Regions from separate parts of the Sus scrofa genome. Here region 1 is linked to region 2. Evidence: chromatin contacts called from public Hi-C data. All regions are on one chromosome and are shown on one strand. The core of a region is the stretch at or near the end of the contact, and the rest is flanking DNA. Distances in the headings are between cores, read along the strand shown.

Region 1 (4,565 bases), core at 1,831-4,330, 140 kb before region 2:
ATGCTCGTCCCTGCTTGGCCGCCTCCCTTCTCCTGAGTCCCCTGTCCAGGCTGCGTGCCCCTGGCTCTGCCGATGTGCAGGCCCTTCCTTGTGAGGGGGTTTGACTCTTCACACCTTTGTAGACATTGGGTCAGTTGCTTACGTTTTTAGAGGTGGGTGAATGAGGGGCCAGGGGTGTTGAGGGGAAGCCAGGACCAGGGGGAAGAGCACTGCATCCAAAGTCAGGATGCCTGGGCTGGAAGCCTGCTGTGTGTCCTGGGGTGAATCGCTCCCCTTCTCTGGCAGCTTCCCTTGATCATAAAAGATTCAGACCAGGCTATCCAACTACTTGTTAGCTTTGATAGTCTATGGTTAGCTAAACATTCTGTGTGAATGTCAGTTCAAAGGAGAAAGGTGGGCGTTCCCTCTGTGGCACAGCAGGATCTGTGGTGTCTCTGTAGTACCAGGACATAGGTTTGAACCCCAGCCCGGCACAGTGGGTTAAAAGGATCTGGCGTTGCTGCAGCTGTGGCATAAGTCAAAACCAAGGCTGGGATCTGATCCCTGGCCTGGGAACTCCGAATGCCGCAGGCTGGCCAAAAAAAGTACATAAATAAAAATAAAATTTGAAAGAAGAGAAAGGAGAACATATGCAGAAATTTGAGGGGGGTTATGATAGACCTCTGGACCTTCACAACGGGAAAATAAGTTTTTCCTTTTGTTAAGAGACGCCTCAACTAATTGGACAAAAGCAAATACAGGCAAAAGGCCCAAGTGTTCAGAATTATCAACCAAGTTCTTGGATTTTGTTGGGTGTTATTTTGGCCAAGAAGGTTTAGGACAATTGGCCGAGAAAGAAAATCTCTACCGCTGGTGTTGTCAAATATTTACTGAACTTCCCCCAAGAGAGAGGCACTGTTTGCTGACTGGCATCCAGACTTGGTTTTTAAGAGCTCCTATCGTTGGCGTGACAGATCCTCAGAGAACTTCTGCACTAAAGAGAATCTTTAAAGGTCATCTACTCCAGTGACTCGTAACTTTTTCTGGACCCTGGAACCTTGGAGAATCTGAGGTTAGCGGAGGACTCTAGGCCAGTACTTTGGGAAGGAGGGTGGCACGCACACAGTTTTGCATAATGTTTTAAAAGATTCACACTTGAGTCATTCCAAGAGCACTTAGAGAAAGGAGGGGAAAAAGAGAGACCCTCTCAGCCGATGACCGGAAGATGGGCTTTGGTGACTTCAGAGGGAGCATCCCTTACTGCCCGGAAGCTAGGTTAGTTCCCAGAAAGATAAGAACAAAGGCATAGACCCGCTTTGAGCGTGGAAATCAGAAATAGAAGGGAAAGTCTGAGATGCAACTTACAAGAACAGAAAGGAAATTAAAAATGTTAAAATACCCACCTAAAATGGAGAAATGTTTTCCTTTGACTGACTCAGAAAGGAAATCTCTAAATATATACGGAGGGTATTCAACAATGCACGGGACGGGGAGAGACAGTGCGGCTGCAGTTCTCACAAAAAATAACCAGCAGGTGTGCGCTCAACACTGAAGCATAGACCTGAGGTTGCCGGAACCACCCTGACAGAGGGGTCGCGAGCAATGGGGGATTGCTGTAGAAACCCTCATGCCAGTCGCCCTTACCTGGCGATTTAAGGTGGCCTCTTAATGGGCACATCCCTGCAGCCATTCTGATGTCTCCTTCTGGCAGGGCACAACCTGGAAGGTCAGGGTGTGGCCGAAGGCGGGGGACTTGGAGTTGAGAGGCTGGGGTTCAAATCCTAACTCTCCAATTCCCATCTCAGACATGTTGGGCCTTGGTTTGGTAAGATGAGGTAAATATGGACCACCTTGGTGAGTTATGAGGATTAAATGAGGCGTCATGGAGATTCACAGACCTAGCACAGAGCGTGTAGTTGGCACTCAGTGAATACTTGTGTGATACTGGGGTAACAGGGGGAAGAAGTTTACCCTCCTTTCCCCATTCCACCTAAGAGAGGAAGACGGGGCTGGAGGAGAGAAGAAAGTAGAAGATGGAAGACTCCTTTTTCTTTGGTTCCACAAATCCAGAATTTAGAAAATCTAGCATTTATACTCTGAATTAGTGTTTCTCCTTATGCTTCCTCACCTCAAGGACAAAGGTGTCCTCTAAGAAAGCTTCCAGTTTCTTCATTCTTGGATACACATTTGTCTGATTGTTTTAGGAAAGAAACAGACCCCACCACAGACCATGAGAAGGCTGGGGTTTAAGCTTAGTGCTGTCTGAGTTCCCACCATAGTGCAGTGGGTTTAGTATTTGAATATAACAGCTCAGTTGCTACAGAGCTGCAGGTTTGATCCCTGGCCCCTCGCAGTGGGTTAAAGGATTCAGCATTGCCGCAGCTACAGTGTAGGTTGGCAGGCGTGGCTCGGATTTAATGCCTGGTCTGGAAACTTCCATATGCCACAAGTATGACTATTGGAAAAAAAGGTTTAATGCTGTCATCAGATTCAAATTACAACAGAGCTGACGTATTGTCTGTGAACTGATCTGCCAGCAGATTAAGTCTGGATAGTAAGCAGTTGAACTAATATGTAAGGTGGGATCTTTTTCTTAATAAACCCAAGGGGAAAACTCAGTGGAATCAGCCTATTTTGCAGGACCCGCGGAGATTTCTAGAGCCGAAACCCAGGAGCCTGAAGCATTCAGGTCTTCTGACTCCTCTGACCCAGTTTGTCCGGGGTCTTCCAGGAGCTGCAGCTTCTCTTCTACTTCTGGAGTCACCCCTCACCTCCCAATGGCCAGACTGGAGGCTACAGTCCAAAGCCACCTTCCTCCAGGGTCTCCAGTGGGCAGCCCGTGCAGCGCCAGCCCCCTTGATCCGGGTCAGCCCTGCCCCCATCTTCAGTTCATAGGACATGCACACTCTAATCGCTGTGTTAGAACTCGAGAGCCAAACAGGATGTTTATGTAAATCGTGTCCAAGCTGCGTATTTTCCTAAGAACTTGAAATCCAAAGAAGCGAAGCATGTTGCTCAAAAGACACTAAAGGAGTGAGAGAGCCTGGCCTGGAACCCAGTTTCCTCCCTCCCAAGTCCAATTGTCCCTTGAGCGACCAGTGTGAGTCACACCAGAGAGGATGAGAAGATTTGGGGTGGGAGATGGGCAGAAGAGCCGTTTCAGAGCCAGTCAGGCCAGCAGAGACGCGCGATGCTGCTAGAGGGGCTCAGGGCCCCGCAGAGCGGGTGTTCCTGTGTCCACAGCTCCAGGACGTCCTGCTGGACTCAGGCCTGGGGACATTTTATTTTGGGCGCCCAGGCTTTGGCACCCACCCAGACCTGGAGGAGGATGCTTGGTAAGTCAGAGTAGCACCAGGTGTTTTGTGGCTCCAGAGGGATTAACAGCCCCAGGGAGAGCCCCCGGGGCAGATTTCTGAGGGACTTCGGTGAACTGGAGGGAGAAGAGCAACAGAGCAAGGACACAGGCAGGGTTGCTCATTCAGAAGAATGAAACAAGAGCTCCGGGCCAAGAGGCCGACTTGGGCATGTGTGTGCAAATATGGAAGTAAAGTGGTTTCTGGAGCAGCAACTATCACATGCTTATTGTTGATGGGGGGGGCAGTGCAGCGCGAGGGCTGTGTGTGTGTTGGGCTGGCGGCTGTTTTTCTAAACATGTGAAAAGCTGGAATGTATTTCCGAGAGTCCGAAATGTACTTAGCATGAGATAATACTCCTTTTATCCCTAACCCCGACTGGGGCTCTGGTTAGAACTCTGTCTGCTTTTTTTAAGAGGTGGGGAGGGTTTAGAGCAGCACTGCCTGCAGGACTATAATGTGAGTTGAGGACATAATTTAAAATTTTCTGGTATTAAAATGGAACAAGTGAAACTCATTTTAGTAACATATTTGATTTAATCCAACATATTTAAAACAGTGTCACCTTAACATATAATCAGTATAATCATCGAGATATTTTCTGTTATTTTCCATTGGCCCCATTGCAAGTGTTAAGTAGATGCATGTGGCTACTGGCTACCATACTGGACAGCATAGGTTCAGAGGAAGAGAAATAGAAAGACGTACATGGTTAGCAAATGAGACCAGGGAAAGAAAACATACACTTAGAAGAAAAAAAAAGAAAATCTGAAGGTAAACAGCCTTTTAATGAAGGGCAAGTCCCTGTGATAGATACCAGTGGTTTCCATCTCCACCCAGAGTCCATGTGCCATACCCATCCCCCAAGCCCTGTGTGCGTGCACACGTACACACACACACCCTGCCCTCCCAAAAAAACCTAGTTTACATTTTAGCTTTATGAGATGTTTGGTTTAAATCTAAGGGATACATTTCAAATAGGGAGAAATTGAAACTTAGCTAACAGGATAAATATTTAACTTGCCTTCCTTTATTCCACAAACATTAAGTAAGGAAGCAAGTTACCTCTCAGGGATGAGTTCAGTTTGTACTAGATATTAAGTTTTTGTGATGTAAAGGCTGCCATGACATGTATCCTCTGGCTTGCATGTGACCTGAGACCAGGGACAGTATGAGCTGGCTCAGGCTCCTTTTTCAATACTGTGGCTCCCTGAGTTAATGAATGGATGATAC
Region 2 (4,548 bases), core at 1,494-3,993:
GAACAGAAAATCTGGTCTCCTCTGGTGACAGAGGAAGGGAAACGTCACCCATACAAGATGAATTTAGCCTCTGAACCCCAAGTAAGTACTTGCTCACGGCGGCCTTTGCTCTCACCACTCAGAGTCTTTTCTGCTTTTGACACCGCTCAGCACACTCCCATTTTTCCTGCCCTGGAGGCTGGGGATAAGACGCAGCGAAGGCCCTCCACTGCCACTGCTGGGACCTGGCTCTTGTTCGCTTCTTCCCGTAAGGGAACTGTAGGAGGAAAGGGCTGGAAAACCCCAGGGTAGTGACACCAGGGCCTGGGCTGGACACAGCGGGTAGGAAGGGGATACGGGAAGCGGGTGGAAGCTTTCCTGTGCAGAGCAGGGTGGCAGGACCGCACAGCCAGAGAAAGGCACTGACTCAGCTCGTTATGGATGGCAGCCGTCAATGAATCATGCTGGGGATGCACAGAAGTTTGGATCCTGAGGCCTAGAGCTAGAGGAGCTGCAGGGACATTCTACTAGTAAACCTACTTCTCCAACCCGTTTCCCCCCCCTTACCTTCCTCCCGACCCAGTGCCCTACTCCCTGGTTTCCATGAGCCTTAGGACGGAAATCTCTCGTTTCCTTAAAGTAAGACCTTAAATTTTTTTTTTTGGTCTTTTTAGGGCCACACCCAAGGCAAATGGAGGTTCCCAGGCTAGGGGGCTAATTGGAGCCATAGCCGCCAGCCTATGCCACACCCACAGCAATGCAGGATCCGAGCCTTGTCTGCAACCTACACCGCTGCTCATGGCAACACCAGATCCTTAACCCACTGTGCGAGGCCAGGGATCAAACCTGCGTCCTTATGGGTGCTATTTGGGTTGGTTAACCACTGAGCCAAGGCGGGGACTCCCGTGAGACCTTAAAATTACTAAAATGAAGCGGTATTGGAAAATGTGGTGGTCAATGCAGAATTTGTTGGCCAAATAGAGTTTCCTAGGATGAGAGATTGTCCTAAGCTTCCATATTTGTACATAATACTTAAACTATAAGTGATTTTATTTCTTCTTTAACTACATCTTCTAAATTATCTACAGTGAATGAATATTCTTTAGAAATACAGGGGAAAATGTAAAGATATTTAAAACATTGTGTAAAATTGCTCACACCTCATAATGCTACTTTTCACAAAGTATGGAATAAATTAGTAGATAAATTAATGCGTTATTAGATGTATGTTAGTAGATAGGTTGATAATGGCTTTTGAAAACTTAGATTGGTTTGTGAATCTTATACATTTGGCTCCAACTGAAGATTTGAACTTTAGGGGAGTTCCCGTCGTGGCACAGCAGAAACAAATCTGGCTAGTAACCATGAATTTGCAGGTTCAATCCCTGGCCTTGCTCAGTGGGTTAAGGATCTGATGTTGCTGTGAGCTGTGGTGTAGGTCACACGATGTGGCTCAGATCCTGAGTTGCTCTGGGGTGGCTGTAGCTCCAGTTTGACCCCTAGCCTGGGAACCTCCACGTGTCATGGGTGTGACCCTAAAAAAAAAGAACATTTGAACTTTAATTTTTTTTTTCTAAATTTGGGATATTTTAATTGTTATGGTGTACTGAGCTATAATCAAGAGATAGCATATAGCTACTTACCTTTTACACATAAAACAAACTTGTGTGAAAGTGAACTCACTGGGTGAATTAATGTGGGTGATTTGAATGATTGTATATAAGTGATCTTCTTTCAGTTGGCTTTCATTAAAATGTCAGAAATGAAGTCACACAAAATTTTTCCCATTAATATAATAAAAATCCTACCTAAGAATCCTAAGACTCACTTTAAGGATCATTTTGCATCAGCCATTTCAAAACTGACTTGACTGTATTATTCTGTACAGTTCCTCTAAGGAAAGTTCATAAATATGGCATTCAATCTATAAATTGGCCTTTGTGCAACCTGATTTAAAACATGCCACAGTCAATTCCAATTTCCCAGGGAGTTTTCAATCACTTCATTAAATTTATTATAAATGTTAAGTTTTTTGTTTTTTTTTTGTCTTTTTGCTATTTCTTTGGGCCGCACCCGCGGCATATGGAGGTTCCCAGGCTAGGGGTCTAATGGGAGCTGTCGCTGCCAGCCTACACCAGAGCCACAGCAACGGGGGTTCCAAGCCGTGTCTGCGACCTACACCACAGCTCACAGCAACGCCAGATCCTTAACCCACTGAGCAAGGGCAGGGACTGAACCTGCAACCTCATGGTTCCTAGTCGGATTCATTAACCACTGTGCCACGACGGGAATTCCCATTATAAATGTTAAGTTTTAATGTGTTAAGTGCTCATATGTTTTATGACTTGTAAGGAATGATTTTTGTTTTAATGTGGTCTCTAAAAAGTTTTCACTTCAGTAAGGCAATACTTACCTTACTTTGTCTATGTATTATACTTGAACTTTCATCTTAAACATATAATCTGAGTACCTATATTAATATTTTGAAGGCTGTTTCCTTCAGATTAAAAAAAAAAAAATCTCAAACACTAACGGCTAACTTAACTATAGTTTTCTTTTGATTCTTAGTAATTCTTTGTTCCTATGAAAAACTTCCCACCTCTCATTTTTCCAAAATCTTCAACTTCCAGTCATTCTAAAATAGAGGAATGAGTAAGAGCAGAGTTCATCTATAATTAAAGGATCTGTTCCTTCATGTAAGGCCAGCCAACACCCCAGCTTATCTGAGGTCAGTGTAGTTACACACCTAGTTTATATTTCCTCATTATTGAGTTTCCTTGGAGACTGATAAATACAAAGCCCAAACAATTACATCATCCCTTCCAAAAGGCAGGCCCTGAGTTAACTGCCTGATTTCTGGACAGACTGGTATTCACATGGAATTAGAGATACCCCTTTTATGTACAAAACATATACATTCTTGGGAGATTCTCTATAAAAGTGAAGATCAGAATTTCCAACCTGCATTTTCTTTCTTTCTTTCTTTTCTTTCCTTTTTTTTTGCTTTTTTAGGGCCACACCCGTGGCATATGGAGGTTCCCAGGCTAGGGGTTGAATCAGAGCTATAGCTGCCGGCCTACGCCACAGCCATAGCAACACGGAATCCGAGCCATGTATGTGACCTACACCCCAACTCAGGGCAATGCCGGATCCTAATCTGCTGAGCGAGGCCAGGGATCGAACCCTCAACCTCATGGTTCCTAGTCCAACCTGCATTTTCTATTAACTTCCATTCTAACTGAAAATGAAGGGGATGGCACTCGTTGAATGCCTGCTGTGTGCCAGGCACTGTGCAGTGGCGAAGAGGGAAGTATAACTGGCCCAAAGCCGAACAGGAAGCGACAGGGAAAAAAATGAGCCAAGACAGAAACATAAGGGTTCTTCCCTGGTGCTCAGCCTCCTAAGTTGCTCCTAGGAATTGCTGTGGGGAAGGAGAGACGAGGAAAGAATTGTGATCCTGGCTGCCACTGTCATCTGTCCCACTGTGCTGCTGCATAGTAGTTATGGGGCCTGGGGTTCCAGGCCACCCCCTGAAAGTCTGCAGCTGTTCATAACCACTTATTATCCCTTGGGATAGTTATATTGTAAAACCTATTTAATCACTTTTTGATTACTGCTGAGGTTATTTTAACTAATTTTACTTCCCCTTTTGTGAACAAACTGTCCTAAGCTTTTGTTCCATGTGGACAAAATCATGTCAAGGTAATATAGTTAACCCTCAGTGTTTCCAACTTGTTGAAGAGGGAGCCTATCTGAATCCTTATAATCAAGTTTTCATGTTGTCTTTTAAGTCAGTGCACAGAGAATTAAGCTGGTGGTTTTCATCATTGTGTTTTCTAAGAAAGTATGAAAGAGAAAACAAAAAAAAAAAGGAAGAGCAACAGAGGACAGGAACTCTTTGGGGGGCAGTTGTTTGGGACCTGGGTATTACCAAAAAAAAAAAAAAAAGAAAAAAAAAAAAAAAAGAAAAGGTCAGTGTTCAGGAAGATTTCTGGGAAACCCAGAAAATAGGATGCACCTCAAGTTTAGGGGGCAGCACAGAGGATGCTCTTGCCTTGGAGCCAAGGGTAGATCCACAGTGGCTGAGCAGAGAACACCTTACTAACCAACTCATCAGAAAAGCCTTGATTAAAAAAAATAATAAAATGGGAACGTCAATTTAACAAGTTTTGAGGGGTGTTTATAAAGTAGCTCTGTGGTGATGTAATAATTATCCACCGACTCTAGGCAGTCCAGCTTGGAGGTAGAGGACACTTGCTCAAATTACACAAAGAGGGGAGTATAGGAGCCTCCCCTGGGCACTGCCCTGTAACAGGTATCCCTCAGCCTTCCATCTGATTAGCCTTGGCTTTCTCCCATTAAGAAACAACAGATCCATAATTCCCCTTAGCCCCCTCCTGCCAGAGGACAGAGGCTGCCTAGTCAGCAGCTGCCTCACTGGTGACACCACAGCCCTCTTATCTTACTTGTCTAAACCACTCTGTTCTGGGGAATTTATCTCCACCTTTTATCATCCTCTGCTTTGCACTGAAGGGATGCCGATTCCTCTCTTCCTGGTTCTTAATCCCT

Evidence for each region. Hi-C and Micro-C count contacts between places; a contact is called where the count stands out from the background.
Region 1: a Hi-C map of liver shows a contact between it and region 2, with 2.9 times the contacts expected there. The contact joins two enhancer-like sites. A contact is called at or near these places in 1 of 47 Hi-C or Micro-C datasets (liver) and 1 of 2 datasets of contacts at active chromatin or transcription factors (skeletal muscle).

What each region holds. Positions count from the first base shown.
Region 1 is chr14:106,908,191-106,912,755 of Sscrofa11.1, reverse strand. All of the region lies in intron 24 of SORBS1 (sorbin and SH3 domain-containing protein 1), which reads left to right. Among named protein-coding and RNA genes, the nearest start is that of PDLIM1, 120 kb to the right of the region's middle. Within about 2 kb of position 3,080, at least 34 of the 83 cell types and tissues checked have an H3K27ac peak or open chromatin away from gene starts, as enhancers often do. A contact at or near this core is called in liver, where this site is marked.
Region 2 is chr14:106,768,701-106,773,248 of Sscrofa11.1, reverse strand. PDLIM1 (PDZ and LIM domain 1) reads left to right here. Exons shown (of 7, transcript NM_001315778.1): 3 at 1-81. Among named protein-coding and RNA genes, the nearest start is that of PDLIM1, 23 kb to the left of the region's middle. Within about 2 kb of position 2,743, at least 25 of the 83 cell types and tissues checked have an H3K27ac peak or open chromatin away from gene starts, as enhancers often do. A contact at or near this core is called in liver, where this site is marked.